Linked DNA regions of Pan troglodytes: region 1 is linked to region 2. Evidence: chromatin contacts called from public Hi-C data. All regions are on one chromosome and are shown on one strand. The core of a region is the stretch at or near the end of the contact, and the rest is flanking DNA. Distances in the headings are between cores, read along the strand shown. Region 1 has its middle 370 kb from the start of HSF2. Region 2 overlaps LOC104006967 (a long non-coding RNA gene).

The links. A called contact is a pair of places that touch in the nucleus more often than the background predicts.
Region 1: a Hi-C map of induced pluripotent stem cells shows a contact between it and region 2, with 2.1 times the contacts expected there. The contact joins two enhancer-like sites. A contact is called at or near these places in 4 of 7 Hi-C or Micro-C datasets (blood, induced pluripotent stem cells and stem cell-derived neural progenitor cells).

The regions. Positions count from the first base shown.
Region 1 is chr5:133,902,647-133,909,126 of NHGRI_mPanTro3-v2.0_pri, reverse strand. No RefSeq gene overlaps it. Among named protein-coding and RNA genes, the nearest start is that of HSF2, 370 kb to the left of the region's middle. Within about 2 kb of position 2,871, at least 1 of the 24 cell types and tissues checked has an H3K27ac peak or open chromatin away from gene starts, as enhancers often do. A contact at or near this core is called in induced pluripotent stem cells, where this site is marked.
Region 2 is chr5:133,720,781-133,727,216 of NHGRI_mPanTro3-v2.0_pri, reverse strand. All of the region lies in intron 1 of LOC104006967 (a long non-coding RNA gene), which reads right to left. Among named protein-coding and RNA genes, the nearest start is that of GJA1, 410 kb to the right of the region's middle. Within about 2 kb of position 2,901, at least 8 of the 24 cell types and tissues checked have an H3K27ac peak or open chromatin away from gene starts, as enhancers often do. A contact at or near this core is called in induced pluripotent stem cells, where this site is marked.

The DNA.
Region 1 (6,480 bases), core at 1,622-4,121, 180 kb before region 2:
TCATGACACTGCACTCCAGCCGGGGCAACAAGAGCGAGATACCTCCTATAAATAAATAAATAAATGAATAAATAAATAAGTAAAATGAAATAAAATTTCTTTACAACCTATTTGTGCTTTAAATTTTTTTAATGGGTAATAGGTTGGGCTTCTTCTCATAGTGAATGTTCCTTATTTGTTGTTAGTGTTGCCTCTATAGATATGTGTATGCTTTGATATTTCTTCTGTCTTTTACACACACACACTCACACACACACAGACACACCCTTTCTCCCTTAAATTTAGGGACCAAACTGACCAAATCCTAAGTCAGTTTATTAACTGCAAAATTTATATGAAGCAGTTTATAACTGGCCCACAGATATTGGTAATCATGTAGTGGATGTGTATTAGTCCATCTTCATGCTGCTGATAAAGACATACCCAAGACTGGGAAGAAAAAGAGCTTTAATTGGACTTACAGTTCCACATGGCTGGGGAGGCCTCAGAATCATGGCAGGAGATGAAAGGCATCCTTACACGACAGCAGCAAGAGAAAATGAGGAAGAAGCAAAAGCAGAAACCCCTGATAAACCCATCAGATCTTGTGAGACTTATTCACTATCACGGCAATAGCATGGGAAAGACCGGCCCCCATGATTCAATTACCTCCCCCTGGGTCCCTCCCACAACACATGGGAATTCTGGGAGATACAATTCAAGTTGAGATTTGGGTGGGGACACAGCCAAACCATATCAAGATGTATTTCAGTTTTGAGTATCTGAGGACTTAACATAATAGAAAGAAAGAGAGCAGGAAGAAGAGGGAACATGTTCATACTGTATTATCCTCATTTTACTAGTCACCTGCAAATAAATATAATTTAAACAGGTCTAAAATTTCTGCTAACATGAGATTTAAAAAAAAGGCACAGAACATAAATGCACCACATAAATGGCAAATACAGCATGTAAATTAATTCTGAGATGAATAGGAAAATGAAGTCGAGTCATGTTTTCCAAGTCTTCTGATCAAATAATTGAAAGAGAAGGGGGTCATCAAATAAGATCCTGGAAATAGAAGATGCTGAGTGTGAACTATTTTGAAATCCTATCCAAACCTCAACATACATGTGTGGAGAACAAGTATCCGTGTGTTCTGTTGAACGGTCATGTGGTTTTGGGATTTGCTTCAGTTGCTGCAGTCAGCATTTCTAGGCTTTGTCCTGATCCTGTGCCAAGAGGACATCTTTGTGGAGACTTGGAATATACCCTCAGTGTGAGTCCCTGTCTTTAATCTCAAAACCACTTTCAAAGCCATGTGTATCCTGCAGAGCAGTGCAACTCTTATGAAAGCACATTTTTCCAGTGCTTTGGCTATGCTATTACCTTTGGTGTCTTGGTTCTGGTGGATTCTGGCTCCTTAGATAACTCTAGTGTGACTCAAGGAAAGGTATTGGGAGTACAGTTAGCAGAGAAAGAAAGCCATATTCTCAAACTCTCTATGCTCGTATGGTCCCAACTTATGGTCAAACCTAGGTTTTCAGTACTTTTGTTTACCTCTAAGTTTGAAAGGTAGAAAATATGATAAAATTTGAGTGTTGTACTTAGCAATATTTTCTAATATGATTCACCCGGCTGCTGATTAACCCCAAATTTCCTAAGTTGCTGTAAATTTTCTAATATTCTCATTTATATAAACTTACTTTTATATTTTCTAATATTCTCATATGCTTTATATAAACTTGCATGAGCCTAAAACCATTAATAACAAAATACTTTAGCCCGTTATAGTAATCAACTTGACAACTTACCACCTTAAATGAGAAGGTAGAATATCTTTCCGCCAGTGTTCCATTCCACAAATATTCGTTAAGCCCCTTACATTAACAAGGCCCTGCACTAAAATGTTGTGAATGATGTAACTATGAGCCTATCTGAATACAATATTTAGATGTGGCTTAATATTTATAGAAATAACTTAATATTTATAGAAATAAGTATTAAGAATTAAGAAATAAATATTAAGAATATTATTTATAGAAATAAATATTAAGTGGGTTTCTTGGGCACAAATAGAAACCAAATAAGGCTTAATTATTGATAATGAAAAAAAGCCTTTTTATTGAGTTGACCCTGTTTTACTCAGCCTAATTGCCATAAATTCAAAGATTATATAGTATAGCTAGATTTATTTTAGTTCAAGCTATAAATTGGTATTGACAAGATGTGTCTTAAAACATAATGGATTCATTTTTTATATTATGTTTTTGTGATGACAAAACACATCTTCTAAAACAATCATCAAACAGTTGCAACCATCTGTTGTTAAGAACAGAGAAGCAAAGTACTTTATTTCCTCTTTCATTTTTTTTTGTAAGCCTGCACGTCAGCATGTACTTCTCCCCAAACTTTACATCAGCAGTTTGCCAACTTGCTTTGCTATATTGATTTCATGCTTGTTTCATTAATCATCTGTCAGACTCTTTTATCAATGGATAGACAACTTTGCAGACTGATTGCTAGCTCTAAATGTTAAATTTCCTACCATCTCAAGATTCAGTTGACAGTGGTACTCAATGAAAAATGCTACGTCAAAATTTTGGGCAAATTGATCTTTTTGGATCTCAATCTCCTCATCTCTTAGAAATCCAAAAAAGATAAAAAGAAATGATATCTACATTACCTGCAGCTTTAAGTATCTATGAAATGTGACTGATGTAAACATATAAGAAATATTACAGTAGGATTTCCAATCCCAAGAATGATTACTACTATTGAGAGGTATTCAATGACATACGTTAGTCAGTAGATGGCACTGTTTATTATGGTATTCCCATTAGGAAAGCAGTTACAAAATGTCAATTGCCTCACCTGATCAGGGTAGGGGAGGAGAGGACGAGGCTCTGTTCTTACAGAAGAGAACACATGGATTTCTCAGAGGTTAGAGTGACCTGGAGAAGGAATCCAGTTCATCTTATCTATTAGATCTTGGAAAGGGAAATTCTATTCTAGATATTTTTCAGAGATGGATATGTTTAACACACTTCATTAACCACTTTCAAATTTGAAACACTTAAGAAATCTACTTAGATCACATCTTTTCTTGTCCTTGTATTTGGTCCTGAGTGAAATTCAGAAAAATCATTTCCATTTCCTTTCTTTAAAAATCCTTCCAGCTCTATAGGGAGCACTCTTACTTTACACAAGCATTTTTTTCTTCCTTAGGATCTTCAGTCTGAGAAACACTTCAAATTTATGGGAAATGACTACCCACCATGCCTTCTTGAATTCTAATATGCCTTTCATATCAGGGCCACATATACAATGTAGTATCTATACATGCATTTAGGTATTCAATAACCAAAATATGTATATATTTGCAGTACACAACAGATATACATAGTATTTCCATTAGCCAGAAACAACTACAATCTTTTGGAGAAATTAATAGAGCAAAATGAATAAAACATAATTCATAACTGTTAGGTATAGAATGTTGCTTTCAGCTACCATCTCTTTTCATCTTTCTCTTTTTGCTGTTTTTTTCATGACTTTAAAAACAGTTTATAAGTGAAAATAAATAGGAACAAAGGACTGTGTAAATGAACTCTATCAAGTAAATATTCAGAACAGTTTTGTTATAAGTTCAGAGAGGTAACCATCCTGGACCATCAGATATCATTCTTTTTCTTTAAAAATTTTAAGGAAACATTAGTGCACTTAAGCTTTATACAATTCTGTCTCCCTGTATTGTATTTTAAGTCTCTGAAAAGCATGGAATATGTTGTATATGTTCATGGATCCCAAGAGTTTTACACAGTATTTGATTAGTTAAGATAGACTATGGGTACTTAATGAATACTGCCTAAATGAATTAATAAATAATTTAACCTAAGTTAATTGAATCATTCAGGAGAATTGTCAGCTACTTTCAAAATATAGTTTCAATAACTATCATGTCAGCATTTGGTTCCCCTATGATAAGTCTACTTATCGTATTGTGTGTGGAGTCAGTAGCTTTCCTTGTGTTACTAATAAGAAATGAAAACAAGGACAAAGGAAACCCATTTGAACAACTTATTCTATGTAGAAATGTGATTAGATTAAATGTCCTTTTCTCACCTTCTGATTGTTATGAGTACATTCATTAAATCAACTTATTCTGTACAAAATATTTTTTTCTAGACAAAACATTATCATCAGACTTTCCTTTGTATTGTCTTACAATTACAACCTTACTCACGGTTTTAAAATTACGTGGAAAACATTGAGGGTTTAGCTTTTTATTTTACTTGGTTTATTTGGGGAGTTTGCTATTTGTATTTTTTTTTACTGTTTGAAAATGTTTCTTAAACTCGACTAACAGTCCTTGATTATAGAATTGTATATCCATTGTAATTTTATTGCATATAATTCCTGGAGTTGTCACCAAGGACCCTTTACAGAAAAATCCAACATATTTGATTAACAAATATACTTACTAATTAAAGAAATCATTTGATATTCTGTGATATCAATTTGTATCCTATAAATATATTTAAAATAAATAGACATAACTTATTTGAAGAGGATATACAGATGACAATAAATACATGAAAAGATGTTCAAAATCATTAGCATTAAGGAAATGCAATCTGAGACCATAATGAAGTATCATCAAACACCTATTAGAACAGCCAAAGTGAAAATAGTGACAATACCAGATGCAGGGGAGGATGCAGAGAAACTGGATCTCTCATACATTGCTGGGGAGAATGTAAAATGTTACAGTCATTCTGGAAAACAGTTTGGTAGTTTCTTAAAAATTCAACATACACTTATTATATGACCCAGCATTGATACTGCTGGGCATTTATTCCAATGAAAATAAATGAACTGTTCATATATGCAACTGCTTGGATGAATCTCAAGGGTACCATGCTGTGTGGAGAAGAGCCAGTCTCTAAAGGCCGTGTATTGTATGATTCCATTTATATAGCATGCTGGAAATGACAAAATTACAGAGATGGAGAACAAATTAAAGGTTGCCAGAGGTTACAGATGGTGGCAGGAGAGTGCTATAAAAGGATAAGGAGAGAAAAGAGTGACATTTGTGGTGATGTCACAGTTCTGTGTCTTGATTGTGGTGGTCATTACACAAATCTACACACATGATAAAGTATTAATATTGTAGCAATGTTGATTTTTCTGGTTTTGATACTGTCCTACAGTTGTGTAGCAGGCAACCACTGGGGGAAACTGAGTGGAAGGTAATACTACTTTTTTCCATTTTCAACTTCCTGTGAATCTATAATTTAAAAACAAAACACATTTTTAAGTCATTTCTTGCCATCTTAGCTTGAATTATAAAACAGACAATATAATATTTTTCCTTTCTTTCCTCAATACATTTTTTCATTATTTATACTCTACAATTATTCTTAACTGGTAAGTTTGTTCCAACACTCAGTAAATGAAGCTATTTCAGCAATCTTTTCTGCTTTTCCAATAGTAGTAAAGATAAGGATATGCAGAATAAATTTTGCAATTCCTCTACCTAACAGCAAGGATAGCTAATAACAAAGTGTACTGAGGTTCATTGGGAAAGAGACATACTCATGTAGAAGGAGTGTTTAAAACCCATTTAAAATGTTTTGTCTACTGCCTGAAAGAGGGATGACTGTCTTTTTTGGAAATATAGATAATTACTTTTGGCAATTGTAATTGAGACACTATCAAACTAGAACTTCCTTCCACATTTCATATTATATGTCTAGATGTGAACAGAGAAAGAAACTGTTAGAAATAAGTCTTCCATTTATTAATTGGAAATCAAATGATATACTATATAATGAAATGCTTTGCATTTTCATTTGGTGCACAGACGTGTCTAGAAGGAACCTGACTTGAAATTTGGGATACCTAGCCACAAGTTATTCTCTGCTTCTTAGTGTGATGCAGAGGATATTCATTTTAACTGCTTATTTTATTGCTAAAGGATCCTTGAAAACAATAATCTGGAAATATATTTTGTGAATTTTTGGAATTAAAAAATGAGATTTTCATTCATCACAGATACATAGCTTAGGCCACAAATTTGGAAAACACTGTGAATTGTGTGCCATAAAACCTGTAATAATTTATGATTATTTTTTACGACCCTCCTTTAACCACCTCATTTGCCAAAAGTATCCTAGTAGTTGCTCACAGAAACTAAAATAACATCAACATCTCCAGCCAAATTCTAATAGAGCACTTGATTTACTATTTTTAGCCACAAACATTTAGCCCACATGTATTTTTATATTTCTCTAAAAATATATGTCACATGACTTTATGACAAAAGATATACAAATTATGTCTTTAAGGATTTGGCAAAACCTATTAATGCCCTTTCTATTTGTTGAAACAATCCTTCATATGTCTACTTTTATCTTTTTATTGCTTGTGCATAAGTCCAGAATAATGTGTTTTAACAAAAATATTTCAACAAATATTTATCCTTCCATCCTTTGGTGT
Region 2 (6,436 bases), core at 1,652-4,151:
GGACAAACCCCATACCCCAGAACTTGCTGGAATTTTCAAGCTCTCCCTTTCTAAGCCTGAGTGCCCTGCCTTGCCCATTTTCCCCATAGAAACTATGGTGAAGGCTCGTGGGCACCAGTTTTCCCCTCTCCCTCTGCTTTGGGACCAACCCTGGCGCTTCCCTATGTGGCCTCTGTGGCATGACCTGTACTCCTTCTCTTGGGATCTGAGAGTATAATAAACTACCTTTTCAATGGCGGTTATCTCCTGGTCTGTTGGTTTTACTATGCCTTAATAGTAATAAAGCCAAAAGGAGATAGGAAGAGGGACAAGGGGCATAGTTAATGACTGATTCTAGTTACTTTAGTTGATAATCTGCATGTTATCTGCTGTTGCACCTGAGCAGGGCAAGACGGTTGTCTCCCCTCAAAGTCACAAAACAACAGATCCAAGAAGTTCAGAGGACACCAACCAGGATGAGCATAAAAATATTTATACTTTGATATATCACATTCAAGATGCAGGAAAACAAAGACATAAAGCTAAATCCTGAAATAGAAGGGAGTGAAGGACTAAGGAAAATTCTCAGGCATCTCTGTGGGTGGCACCTTTGAGATAGAAAAAACAGGTGAGAAAACCTTCCGTGCTGAATTCAGCCCTACATTCTTTCTTATTTCTCTATAACCTTCTCCACAGAATCTGCCAGTACCCAGATCCAGGCTTTATTTGAGAACTGGATTCCTACATCAATGTTTTCCTTAAATCTGATGAATTCATTTTTTCATTTTCTTCTTCTTATACAGCTTGAGTACTGCTCCATAACACTTTTTAAAATATTACTAGCTGGACACAGTGGTTCACGCCTATAATCACAAAACTTTGGAAGGCTGAGGTGGGAGGACCACTTGAGCTCAGGAGTTCAAGACCAGCCTGGACAACATAGGGAGACTCCATCTCTCCAAAAAAAAAATTAAAATTAAAAATTAGCTATTCATGATGGTGTGTTCCTGTAGTCCCAGCTACTCAGGAGGCTGAGGTGGGAGGATCATTTGAAGACAGGAGTTCAAGGCTGCAGTGCTATGATTGGGCCACTGCACTCCAGCCTGGGTGACAGTGAGAACCTATCTCAAAAATAATAATAATAAAAATAAAAATAATATCACTTCTAGGTTTTGTTTTTTCCTCTGTCACTGATTTTTTACTCCTTTGGGTACTAAAACATTTTTAAATAATAAGGTAATGTGGTTTTCTTGCAGAAGACTAAGAAAGTTGAAACAAAGTCATCTATGATCCTATAGTCCAAAGTTATCCACTGTTAGAAAGTGATGTTTTCCAGTGTATTTCTCTGTCTAGACATGACCATACCTCTTCTGTCTCGAAGTGTAACACATGCTATTTTACACCTCTGAAATACCCTTTCCTCCCATTTTATGTGCTTTCAGCAACAGTAGCTGAGCATGGTGATATGAACTAAAAAGAGCTATCACCTTGGCACATAATACAGGACACCCCTATGGCCTGGCAGGTATATATAACAGCGAGAATACCTCAGCGATGGCACACACCCACTGTCCATCAATCTGCAGGCTCAGGTCTTAACATCAACATTGTGTGCCAGGGAACAGCAATGGCAGAAGGAGTCTAATAGGGCAGATAGTTTCCTTTCTGTTTAGTGTTGGAATCAAGACAAGTGTCACCCTTCCTAGGGTTCTTGGATTTTTCTTCTTCTTCTTTTTTTTTTGTTTTTGTTTTTGTTTTTCCTTCTTCTTTTTTTTGCCTAGCAGGGAAAGCGAAGTTGGGTCTTAAAGAAAGATATCATTTTATTTTGTTTTGTTTTGTTTTCTAAAAAGAGGTACAGGGGAGTAAATGATTGATTGGTGGAGGTAGGGTGGAGATGACTATATTATAACCATATTTGTGTCCTTAACTTTGAAACAAGTCATGCCGGTTCCTAGTCTGTGCATGCTCTTGTATCTGTAGGATGCATTTTTAAAAGCCAAATGACTATCCCATCAAAACCTAAGCCAAGTGCGATGTTGCCTAGTTTTGCCTTTAAAAACAAAACAGATTTTTCACTACTTTCCAATGCAAGCACTAGCTTAATAAACTAGCAAAAATTGGGAGACTTCCTTTCTTTCTTCAAATGCTTCTTAACTTCATTTATTCATCTGGGCTAAATTTTTTGTGACTTTTAGAATTACAAAAGAAAACACATAACCCTTCATTAAACAGACTCACCAAATAACACTTCAATCAAGAACAAAGCCAGCATTATGGTAAACAAGCTATGATATATAATATGCCTAATTAACTTCAGTAGATGCAATTATAAAAGATCTCTAACTCTGGTTGATAAATGAAATGGACAGTTTTCTATAAAGAGGCTACAAAAAAATAAATAAAATTAAAAAAATTTTAATAACTGTCATCGTGGAAGGAAAAACCACAAGATATTAGAACTCTTTAATAGAGCCTCTTGTTTTCTAGTGAATTTTCACAACTATATTGCCTTTTTTGTAAGCTGTGATAGTATAACTTATTTTACCCCGAGGCTATCACAGTAAAAAGGATACTTTTTTTCTCATGAAAAAGTACAACACAGCTAAGATTTTCATGGTGTACCTAGTTGTACATTTAAAAAAAAAAATAATGTTCTTAATTATCTACAATTCTAGGAAGAAAAGCAACTACTGTGATTACTCAGGGAACAGAAAATCCTCTCCGTGTTCCTTCTAAACAACATTGCATAAGATATAAAGAAGAAAACATCTATTTTATTTTGAAATAAGTATCAAAAGAGCTTGCCTGGTGGGATTATAAAAGAGTTCAGTTGGGCTGAGAGTTGCTTAAGCTGGAAGTGCCACACTGCTAGGGAGGGAACAGAAAGAACAGCAGTCCTTTCAGAGGATTACAGGGCAGTGCTGTGAGCCTGAGAGGCTGCATTCAGCTACTGGCTGAAACAAAGGCAGAGCCAGAGCCACACTCTTAAGTGGAGGGAGAGTGAATAAAGAAAATGCCTGGCATTCAAAAGCTGCCTCTCAACTGGGATTCAGGATTGTCCTTTTCGGTTTCCAGGCATCAAGAAATCTACAAATGTTTGGAAAATATGTATACTTTTGAGGTGAGCTGAATATGGCTGGGACTTCTGCTTGTCTGGTCTTCAATCTCCAATCTCCTCAATTAGAAGAGGAAAAATAAAACAAACAGAATGAAAAAGATTGCCAAGAGGAAAGTTTCCACTTAAAAAATAAAAAAAAAATATATATATATGGATTGTAATAGAGGTCAAAACTGAGCTTGAACCTCCAAAGTATTGGGATAAGGCTGTGCACTGTGGCTGATGCCTGTAATCCCAGCACTTAGGGAGGCCAAGGCAGGAGGATATCTTGAGACCAGGAGATCGAGACCAGCCTAGGCAATAAGTGAGACCTCATCTCTACAGAAAATTTAAAAATTATCAAGGTGTGGCTGCACTGGCCTGTAGTCCCAGATACTGAGGAGGCTAAGGCAGGACAATCTTTTGAGCCCAGGAAGTTAAGGCTACAGTGAGCTGTGATTGCACCACTACACTCCAGCCTGGGTGACAGAGTGAGATTTTGTCTCCAAAAAAAAAAAGAAAGAAAGAAAAAGAAAGAAACAAAGAAAGAAAAGAAACAATGATAGGTGTGCTCCTGATTTTGTTCAGTGTTGCCCAATAACAATCCCTTGTTGAAGTCTTGCCCATGTCTACCTCTGCCATAAGACTTTCCCAGGCATCTCAGCTCAAAGTGATCTAGATTCATAGCACTTATTGCTAGTATTGCACATATGGCACCAAATACTTATGGCCTTGAATTTTCATTGGGATATGTTGGATTCGAATTGACTTTGAAATATTCTAAAGGAGAATTACAGCAGAAAATTGTGAGCTTAAGTCTGTCACTCAGGAAGGGTGCAGTCTAGAGATATAGAGATATAAAGGTGAAAATCTTCAGAAAATAGGTGGTAACTGAAACCAGAAGAAAGAACAGGTGTACCTAAATAAAGGTCTGTAAAATGAGGAAAGAAAGTTCGAAAAGAATTCTTAAGAACATCATTACTTAAGAAGTACATAGTAGAAAAATTAGTGAAAGATAATTGTAAGACGTCAGAACGAATGGTTAAGATGGAAGAAAGAATGGTTGCTTTATGCGGGCTTTTAGTTTCTCCAAAGAGCGAGGTATTGTATTGGTGATTTTGCATTTTCCAGAACACCTATCATAATTTTATGCATGTAGTATGCCCTCAATATTTATTGAACAAGACGTGAGGAATAAATATATATAAATATTGTTCTTAGTTCTCTTTTGATTGTTCTTTTCTTAGCATCAGCAACACCAGTACCACTCCTATTCCAGCGTGTTTATCTCACCTTTCAGAAGATACTGAGTAACAGCAGGGGGCCTGTTAATGGAGGACTCTGACCTCTAGGGGGAGCTCAAGGAGAGGAATACCGAGTGAGGGTCCAGACACAGTCCTCAATGGGTCACTGTAGTAGCAGATCGAGCTTTTGGTGAATTAGGAAGGGCTAAGAAGGCCCTGCTTCCACATAGCTCAATCTTTAGTTCTTTTGAAATCATACCTCTCTTTAAATGTCACATGACAGTAAGCGGATCTAGGCTTAAGTCCCACGTGGAAAAACTTTCCTAACATGGACAACCTAAACAAAATGCCAGATAGGATCTATGGGTTAAAGTAATGGCCAAAAAACTATATATAGCCACTGAAATGTTCGGCCCAAGGTGTGTGTGTATGTTCAATAATTTGAATAACTTTGGAACAGGCATAAATGTACCACTCTGCCACAGCCCTAACACTTCTTTCATCTAATACCTGCCCCACTTCACAAATTTGTTTCTTACCTTGTTGGTCTCTATAGGAATTTGAATTTGCAAATATTGTTTAAATTTATAAAAGTATATTTTTCCAGGTTACATTCTCCAAACTTTCATGGTTAAGATGTAAGTGTTCAATGTCTCCTAAATTCCTGCATTCCTCACCAGAAAAACAACAAATTGAATTCCTTTCTCTGAAGACTTGTTTGATTCCACATAGGGGAGCTTGGCAGAACAGGCAGATGATTGTGTCCACAGGCCACAGAAATTGCTGCAGTCTGTCCTAACTCTTTTGCTTTGGGGTTCTTTAACTTCCCTTATTGTATCTACCTCAGCAGAGTTGAAATTATGGGAGTATCCCTTTTGAAGAGAATAAATCTGAATCCTTCTTTTGGTTGTGAATCACTATTGTCACCAAAAATGCAATAGAAAAGACAAATAAGAGCTGAAAACAAAGTATCCAGGACTACGTGTGGGTCCAACCTTGTTTTTCTTACACTTGAAAAGAAAATAAAGTATACTGAAGTGAAAGCCCTTCTCCATAGTTCTATGATCAGATCCAAGGCAGGAGACTTCACATCTCGCACAAATGAGTGTTCCAAAGCAGGAGGGATTAGACAACCACCACGAAGTCGGCGCACTGCCACTGGGCTGGATTTCCCAGGGTAGGAAAAAAATCTCTTCTGCTATCCTAAAAGCACAAATATTTCAAGTCTCACCATGGGTAGCCAAGAAAATAGAGTAGAAAAGAGTCTTCCAAACCGTAAACCACCTATTTGTTTGAGGCATATTTTACAAGCTCAAGGAATCCACTGTTTATCTTATCAATACAATCAGAAAAACAATTCATGAAATGTCTACCATATGTTGGGCTCTGCACCTGCACAGAGGTATAAGACAAGGACTCTGCCTTCAAAAGCAGATAGTCTAACATTGCTGGCAAATGTGGGTGGATTTCCTGTCTCCAGCCGGATCTACAGCAGTGTTTTGTTTTGAAATCCATTTACTTGAGAGCATTATGAACCAATTCATTGGTCGTAAGCTCTATAGTAAGAATAACATATAATATTAGTTCCCAGGTATGAGACATTCCAGGCATATTTTATAAGGGTGATTTTCAGTGTCCCATGGCAAAGATTTTAAATGGATTTGATCAAAAGTCAAAAGGAGCCTTTTCACATGCTCTTGCTGAGGAACTTGGCATTGCGACTGTACCTAATTGAAAGGCTTTGTTGGCTGAAGTGTGCTGGCTTCACGCCCAATCACAGGACCCCTTGGAACAATTAGTAAGGCCATTAGTTTGCGTGCCTAATCCCAAGTGACCTTGTATGAGTCTCCCTCTGTCTTGGGATTTGCAGGTCCCATGGTTCAGTCCCATGGGAGAGTGAGATGTTAATCCTGCTTTTTTCTCTCTCATCCTTACAGATTGCCACAGGCCACTGACTGTCCTATAAATGGAGATTGAGTCTTTTTTTTTTTTTAACTACTTGACAGTAAAGCTTGCATCAGAACATGTTAAAACTACAGGTGTTATTAACTTTGAACATCAATCTCACTATAATTTTTACTTTTGGCCTTGATAATAACACCTTCTCCCTTTTTAT